Regions from separate parts of the Gossypium hirsutum genome. Here region 2 is linked to region 1. A link is a contact called in public Hi-C data. All regions are on one chromosome and are shown on one strand. The core of a region is the stretch at or near the end of the contact, and the rest is flanking DNA. Distances in the headings are between cores, read along the strand shown. Region 1 holds the start of LOC107899402 (BEL1-like homeodomain protein 1). Region 2 has its middle 9.9 kb from the start of LOC121216606.

Evidence for each region. Hi-C and Micro-C count contacts between places; a contact is called where the count stands out from the background.
Region 2: a Hi-C map of leaf shows a contact between it and region 1, with 5 times the contacts expected there. The contact joins the enhancer-like site here to the promoter of LOC107899402 in region 1. A contact is called at or near these places in 12 of 34 Hi-C or Micro-C datasets (anther, callus, hypocotyl and 2 more).

The regions. Positions count from the first base shown.
Region 1 is chrD04:32,600,417-32,604,574 of Gossypium_hirsutum_v2.1, forward strand. LOC107899402 (BEL1-like homeodomain protein 1) reads right to left here and starts at 2,104. Exons shown (of 7, transcript XM_041091301.1): 1 at 1,942-2,104; 2 at 1,606-1,653; 3 at 1,205-1,303; 4 at 278-1,072. The coding sequence starts at 1,018.
Region 2 is chrD04:32,879,966-32,884,226 of Gossypium_hirsutum_v2.1, forward strand. No RefSeq gene overlaps it. Among protein-coding and RNA genes, the nearest start is that of LOC121216606, 9.9 kb to the right of the region's middle. Within about 2 kb of position 1,921, at least 3 of the 9 cell types and tissues checked have an H3K27ac peak or open chromatin away from gene starts, as enhancers often do. A contact at or near this core is called in hypocotyl and leaf, where this site is marked.

The DNA.
Region 1 (4,158 bases), core at 854-3,353:
AAAGACAACCATTTGATATCAATATGTTGTGCCTAAACAATAAGCTTACGTTGGATGTCTAGAAGAAGTTTGGAATTCAAGAACCTGACTGACGTACTCCAATTGGTAAATTTCATGGATTTGAGGTCTAATAACAAACTAGAGCTTTCAATTAATTAAACAAAGAATCTTCAAGGATTGAAATCTAAAGAAAGACCTTAAAATAGTAGAGTTACAACTTATGAACTTGCTTCTATCCCAGTTTTTTCCATATATATATATGATCTAATTTCCATACCTCATCAAGCATGTTAATTAGCTTAGCTTTCTTCATCTGAATTTCCTGTTTCTCAGCCGTGGTCAGCTCTGCGACGTGTTTCTCACCTGCCTCCCCACCACCAGAGCCATCCCCGGCCACCACCGACGACTCTCCCATAGCCTTACTACTGCTATTGCTATGATTATTTCCACCACCACCCTTCTTAGCCAATAATTCACTCTTTGTAATCCCAGTAGTGTTAACATTAACAACCTCATCAAGAAGCTCTTGAGCAGCCTTCAAGTATTTAGAGCTCAAAAACACACTTTGCACACCCGACACCCTATCGTGCACGCCTGAACCCGAAGAAGCCGACCCGCCTGAAACTGCTTGAGCCTGGGATCCATAACCCGGCTGCTGCTGGGAAGAAAGGGTCAAAGAGAGTCCTTGTTGAGCGCGAGGAGTTTCACGCGCCGATCCGGAAGGGTCAATAGGGTTGTACATGTTGTAATGGACGCGCTGGACGAGGCCATGCAAGGGGGAGATATCGTGTGAGGTAGGGCCTTGATTGGCAGCTGAGGTAGCGGGGAGGGGGATGCCGACGAGTTGCTGAGTTTGGGGCGGAGAGAGGGAGTTAGGGTTGAAGAAAAGGAGGTTGCTGGCCGGGGGTGGTGGAGGGGTATCGGAATACTGAACATAGGCAGGGTTCATAAGTACAAGGGTTTGAAGGCCGTCAGTACTTGCTTGGATTTCAGGGTTCCCATGAAAGTACGTCGCCATCGTATGTTGTTTTCTTTGCTTAATTCTAATATTGTTTTCTACTTTTTCTCTTCACTGAAAAGATCAAAGAAACACCAAATTTATTATTATTATTATTATTATTATTATACTACTTTCATAATCACAAGCACTAGAAAAAGAAAAAAAATTCATCCATAACATCAATAAAGTCTAAACATGTTTTACCTTATTCTCCAGAATAAATCCCCAGACTTTAAATCAACCCATTCCAGAACTTTCTGGGAAAAATGGGGTATTGATGATCTTGGGATGATCAAGTGGATCCTGAGAATTCAGTGGAAAGGAAAGGAGTGATAATCCTCCACAATTAATATATGTATATAAGTAAATATGATTGGCTGGCTCGTCAAGGTTTGGGAACAAGTCTAGAGCTTGAAGACATGGGAATAATAGGAGGAGAAGATGAAGAAAAGGATGAGGGTGAGGGAAGGAAAAAAAGGGAGTATAGGGGAGAAAGTTTTAGTGTTTATATAAAGATAAGAGAGAGAAGGCTGAAATACAGAGATTGAAACAGAGAGAGAGAGAGGGAGAGAATTGATTATAGTAACAGTTAATAAGATTTGTACCTGGTGTGATGGTAATTTGAGTATACACGTGCTTCATCATCATCTTCACTGCAAAATAGAACTTTAAAAAATAATTAAAATTTTGACAAGTAAAAGCTAATATAGTTATAGCTAAAATACCATATAATTTAAATAAACAGAAAGAGATATGATGTATCTATCTGTGGAATTTATGATTTTTTTTTAATGATCTATCAGTAAGTTAGTCCTTTATTGTCAGACTCAATATCTCTGCAACTCCCCCCCCCAATTGAAACCGGAAAAAGTAAAAGTATCAGAGAGATTAATGGGTGACCTTCAATTACTCTTTAATGGGTTTTTAATTAGGTGAAGTACCTGCAAATACAACAAAACAAAGGGAACTTGTGTGATTTGACCCTCCCTTTTCATAAACTATACAAACCAACCACTCTTTTCTTTTTTCTTCTTCTGTGAAAGAAAAAAAAGGAGTGGAGATATGATATGTGTATATATCAAGCTGTTTTCATAAATAATAATTGACACAAGATTTGAAAAAATGTCTCCTTTCACACTGTAAGCTTAATTAAAATAAAAATAAAAAAGAAAATTATGGTAATCATAATAATAATACAAGAAAAAAGAAGAGAAGATGATGAGAGAGGGTAGAAGAGGGTCCTACTCCTCAATTCATACATTAAATATCTCTTTGTCTTTTTTCGTTTTTCACTTTATTTTTTTTTCTCTCTTTTTACATAATTTTGGGGCTAATATTTTTGTGGTTGGATGCCAGTGTTTGAAGATAAAGCAATTAAATTGCCAAGGAACACAGAACCAACCGCCATAACACCTACTTTAATGCTTCAAAAAATGAAATAAATACTAGTAGAGTACATGTATACACTTCATAATTTAATTTCTATTTTTTTCACAAATTTAATTTAATTTCTATCTTTTTTACAAATTTAAAGAATACCCATTGTTTATCTGCATGAGAATTTTGAATTTAATACATATATATATATGAAACCTACCAAAAAGTAAACTGTTTTGATCTGTGAAACAAAACAAAAAACAGTGGGGTCCTAATCAAATGCATGAATGTGTGAATTTGAATCAAGTGCTCCCTAACTGTGTAGGGCCAAATTGAGTTTCTCTCATACCATCCCTAACCCTTCACCAAAACTGTACTACAAAATTACATAAAACAAGAAATCTACTACTAAATTTACACTTTCTGACTTCAAACTTCTTTATTTCTCTCCCAAAATTTGAAATTTTTTAATATATTCCTAAAAACCAAATAAACTTAAAAAAAAATCAAGGTGACTGACAGACAGTAATTGGTATATATAATTAAAAGGAAAAGAATAGTTTGACCAGAGAAAAATGGTGAAGTGCAACAAGACATTGGATACTCATACATAAATTTAGCTTTTTAACATTTATTTTTTATGGGTTATTTTGATCTTTTATTTTTGAAATTTAGTTAAATTATTCGTTTTTTATTAAAAAAATTACTGAATTATTAAAATATTAATGGTATTGATGTGACAATTTATTTAAAATTTTATCTATAAAATGGATAAAATTTTAAAAAATTTACAAACTTTTTTAAATTTTGTTAATTTTTAAATATTTTTATTTTTTAAAATTTTTATGATTTATAAGATGGATTGACATATTAGTGGTCATATTAATACCATTAAAATTTTAACAGTTCAGTAATTTTTTTTTGTCCAAAAATAAATAAGTTAACTAAATTTTAAAAATTGAAGGTTAAAATGATAAAAGAAAAAAAAAGAATAATAGTTCGTATTTAAACTTTTATATTAATTATATAATATTGAATTAATTAACTCTTTGAACAAGAGAAGAGACATTGCAATCACCATCACGGTAACACATTCTCTGATCAAATTAAAGTCATCTTAATTATTAATAATAAGCTAGAGTTCCTAGGATTCTCGCCCCCAATGAAAAGCTTTTCACTTTTAATTGTCAGCTCAGGTAGTGAAAGATCATTAACTTTAACATTCACTGCCATAAAAAGTAAGCTCATCAATTGAAAACTCACCTGAAAGAGAACCCATATCTCTCATGTCGTCAGTCAACTATAAAACTACTTACCCTCAATTTTCTCATTGGCTTAAAAGAGTTGCAACTTTCTATACTTTGTTTTTTCAAAAAAAGAAAATACAGTATAAAATTCATGTTTTTTTTTTACTGCCCGCTGTACTTAAACGAGAAATTCATGCAGTACAATTTTGAGAAGTCTCCTTTCATCCAATTCTGGGCGTAAGTGTACAATCACGTTCTTGCCTTTAGAACAACGTCAAATTTAGTGCATGTGAAATTAAATACTGGTTCAGAGTTGGAATTCAGGAGTTGTATTATCAATTCTTTCACCATTCCATTGTGGTTCATTTTGACCTAATTAAATTACTTTTATCATTGAAAGTTTATGCATTCTGCCGCTTTTTTTTTTCTTCTATTGTTTTTAAGTAAGATCTACTTATCACCTCAAAACTAAACTTATTTTGAGTGAAATTTTTTATGGTACCTTCCAAAAAGTGAAATTTGCTGTTTTTCGCG
Region 2 (4,261 bases), core at 671-3,170, 280 kb after region 1:
ACATGTACAACTCGAGTCTCATCTTAGCCAACCACTTGAGGAGCATAGTAGGCCTCTAGATAGACAACGATAGTGTGGCAATGGGTAAGTGAGGTCTCATGTGTGAGTCATACAAGGAAGGACCTAACACCTGTTTTTGGTGAAATAGATCATATAAGTTCCAAGTGTTATGTGTATGTATTCACGAAACTCGACCTTGATGAAGTGATGCCGCTAACAAAGTAACGTCTAGCGAAATCGTGCCACGGTAAGACAATGGTGGTGAGTTCTAAATTGGAAAGGTATTTATAACATTATCAATTATACTTTTAAATATTCGAGTGTTGATATTAAAATTGCTAAATTGTTATACTAGTTTTGCAAACTATTGCAAAGAAATAAATATCATTTTTTTGTATTAAATACTTTTCAACTGAATTTTATATTTATCAGTTCTAACTTATTGAGTTTCAAATTACTTTTTCTGTTTTCATTTTCCTTAAAATTGAACCTATCGAAGACTCTAAGTAGTATGAAAATGAAATGGGAAAGCGACAATTTTTGTTTGTTTTTTTCTTATAAGAAGAGAGGGTCAATGTTATTTAAGAATTAAATTCCAAAATAAATTTCAATTAAAAACTTAAATATCAACACAAGTTTTTTTTTTCTTTTTTTTAGTAACACAAGCTTTTTACTATAACACCAATGATTTATTTACATTGAACTGTATGATAATACTAAAATAAGTTTAATTTAAAATTGTATATATTATAAGTTAAAAGTTTTATTATATATTGATTGGGTCTTAATTCGATTGATATGGATATTATTGTCAATGCAGAAGGATGTAGGTTGCATTATTCTCTTATTTATGGGTTGAGGAGGGGTTATGGATAATTCTAACCATTTGTATATATATATATATATAAAACAAATACGATCAAAACATATAATAAGATTGTTCAAAAAAACTCTTTTATCATATAAACTTTAGTCTAATATTTAATCAATTGTTCTGGATTATTTAACTATTAGAAGTTTTAAGATTTGTTTTATTTTTTCATCCAAACTAATTGTTTTATTTTAGTACGTATTGTTAATCTCATAAATTTTTTAAAAGAAAAAACACCAGATGAAAGATTACACAACTGGCTTTTATTAGAATCCTTATAATTCAAAACTAAAATATTTCAACTTAAAATACATTAAGGATTGGGTCTTAATTAAGTTGGATTTGCAATTAGTTTTAATTTTAACATTTATTATCAATTATGTTTTAATAAAAAGAAATTCAACTTGGTTTTCCTTGTGCTTGAAATTTTTGTAAACTTGTTAATTTATATGATCATACAAAGACTTTTGGAAGCTCTAGTGCCTCAAAAAGTGTAGACAATCCATGTCAAGATCATGCCATGTATCTTTCGGTTAGTATCCCATTATGTTCCTTTGCATTGTATACAACATCTGTATTTAAATATGAAAAATCTATCATCACTCAATAGTATCTTATATACATATTTAATAACTTTCATAAATAATTCAAAAATATCAATTTGCCACTTCAAAGGCCCAATCTCATTTACATTGTCTAACTTTGTAACACAAAATCATTTATTAAAATAATATATTCTTAGAATTTCTATACTTTCAACTTTTTTGATGATTTTTTTAAATTTTAATGTTTAATAAATTTCATAAAGTTATCTATGTTGAAGTTTGATCCTTCTGTTGTCAGTTAATTATGTCAAGGAAGCAATAGGATTGATTAGATATTATTGAAAGGATATGACCCAAAAGACTGATAAGTTGGCAATGGACAAAATACCCATTGTGGTTGGCCCATTAGTCAAAACTTGATAAGTTTGATAAAGGAAGAGATATGGACCCTAGATTTTCCTGTGTTTTCTTCTTCTTGTTTCATTCATAAGATTCCCAGGCATTTGTGGTATCCTACATGTTTTTGTATTTTCACTTTTTCCCCCCAAAATTCACAACTTATCAGTTATGACTAGTCGTCTATCACAACTTGTTTGTATATTAAAAGAGGAGTGTCAACACTACTAATTAATTCTTATATCTATATGATGTAAAAGGGGAATTTAAGGGGGCTGACAGGGATCTCGACCTCTAAAATGAACTTTTTTTAATTTTATAATTTAAAATTTTTAGTAAAAGTAAAATTGTTCTTTAATTCCTCTTAAAAATGATAAAATTTTGATTTAATCTTTTAAAAATTATATTTTTACTATCGTAAAAATTATAATTTAGTTTCGACTTCCTAAAATAATTTTCTGGCTTTGTCCCAATGACATAACCATTAATAATCCATTGAATAAAAACTAGTGATTTGTTTGATTTGATGAATATTTAAGAATTTAAGCAAGGTCATTCTTTTTGTTCTCAATTTTATTTATACTTAATCATATTTAAACTTTTAACTTCTTAATTTTATTCCCAAAATAATACCAAATGCTTGTTTTCATTAATTATTACTTACGTTTAACATTTATTTTACAACATTAAAAAATCATCCAACAAATTCATCCAACAAATTAATCAGAAAAAATTGTTTGAATGATTTGACTTTTGATCCCATTTTTTTATCGTGCATAATGTTTTTTTTTCTTAGGAATTCTTATATTTTTCTTCAAAGCAAATAAAATATACATGGGTTAATGAAACTGATCAGTTTTATTTTACGTGGATTCTATTTAGATTTAATTTGTTTGTGTATTACAATAATTTGATTCTAGTTATATTTCTTTTTACTTATATTATGTGTAATTCTAGTAGTAACTTCTTTGAAAATTTTTGAATTATTTTTGTCATTATATTTAGAATTGATAAATATATCATCCATGTCTCTCATATAACCATCAAATGATAAATTAAAAAAAAATTTAACCTTTTTAAGTTTTTTACTCTTTTTTAGGGTAAATTTATAAGTTGAACACTTTATCTTTAGGGCATTTTTATTTTTATTTTGATTATGCCAAAAAAGGTCATTACAATTTTCGTTACTAGTATTATAGAAATTTATTATTTTATTCATTTAAGCCCACGTATTTCATTTTAGAAAAAAAAATCCTTAAAATTTCTTCACCCGTTAAAAATACTTTTTGCTTTGCATGAATTGACAGTTTTTAATTCAAAATTTCCATTTCCATTAATAATTCTAATTTATATTACATTAGTGGAGATTTTTTATTTTAATTTGTACACTCAAATCAGTTAATAAAATGCAATCATTTCCATATAACCTAACTCAAATTTTACATAGATAGCAAATCAACAAACAAAGCACTAACCCACGTCATGTAATATGAGAAAAGAAACTCTAGGCAATGAAAGACACCCAAGCTAAACCAAAATTTTTTATATTTTTATAATAATTGGTACATTAATTATTGGTAACTAAATAAAGAAAGAAGAGAAGTGATAAATGGATTTTTTTTCTTGATTCGTACTTAAACTATTTTTGAGTAGGGGCAAAATTAGGGACTGGAGGGGTCAGCTCCCAAAATGGAAAAAAAATTATTTAAATCTTTTAAAATTTTTAAAATTTAAAATTAATTAAGGTAAGATTGCACTTTGAACTCTTAAAAATATAAAAATTTGATTTAATCCTTTAAAATTTATAAAAATATAAGCTATTAAAATGGTGAAATTATATTTTTACTATCGTAAAAATTATAATTTAATTTCGCATTTTGCCCCTGTTCTTGAGAAAGGTGAACATTCAAGCAGGTCATAACTTAAAATTCATTAATAAATGGATATTAATTTAAATTATATCATTTAAAATTATGGGTATGGAATTATGGATATATCTATTTCTTTTAAAAGTTTTATTTATAAGGTTGTTATAGGAATATATTCCCAAAATATAGCTCAAATACATGCAGCAAGAAAATGTAGAACAGGAGAATTAAGAAAAAGAAAGGTAGGAGCAACATAAAATTTCAAGCATAGCTTTATTGTGGTAAGTTTTACGAAAGAAAAAAAGGCAAAAGAAGAAATGAAGCCCAAAATGAGTCCATCAGAACTTAAACCTCAAACTACCATGGAATGGGCCTATAAATGGCTTACTTTGAACTCCCACTATTGGTTTTTTCCCTTAAAAAAATTAAGAAATTGAATGAAAGTTGGGTTATAATTAGAGATTACAAATTAAACATGTGTTAGACGAACCTAATTATGATTAACCTAATCAAAACTGTTCCATCGGAAACGATAATTTTAATTGGACACAGTCATTAAATTTAAGAACCACAAAAGCACT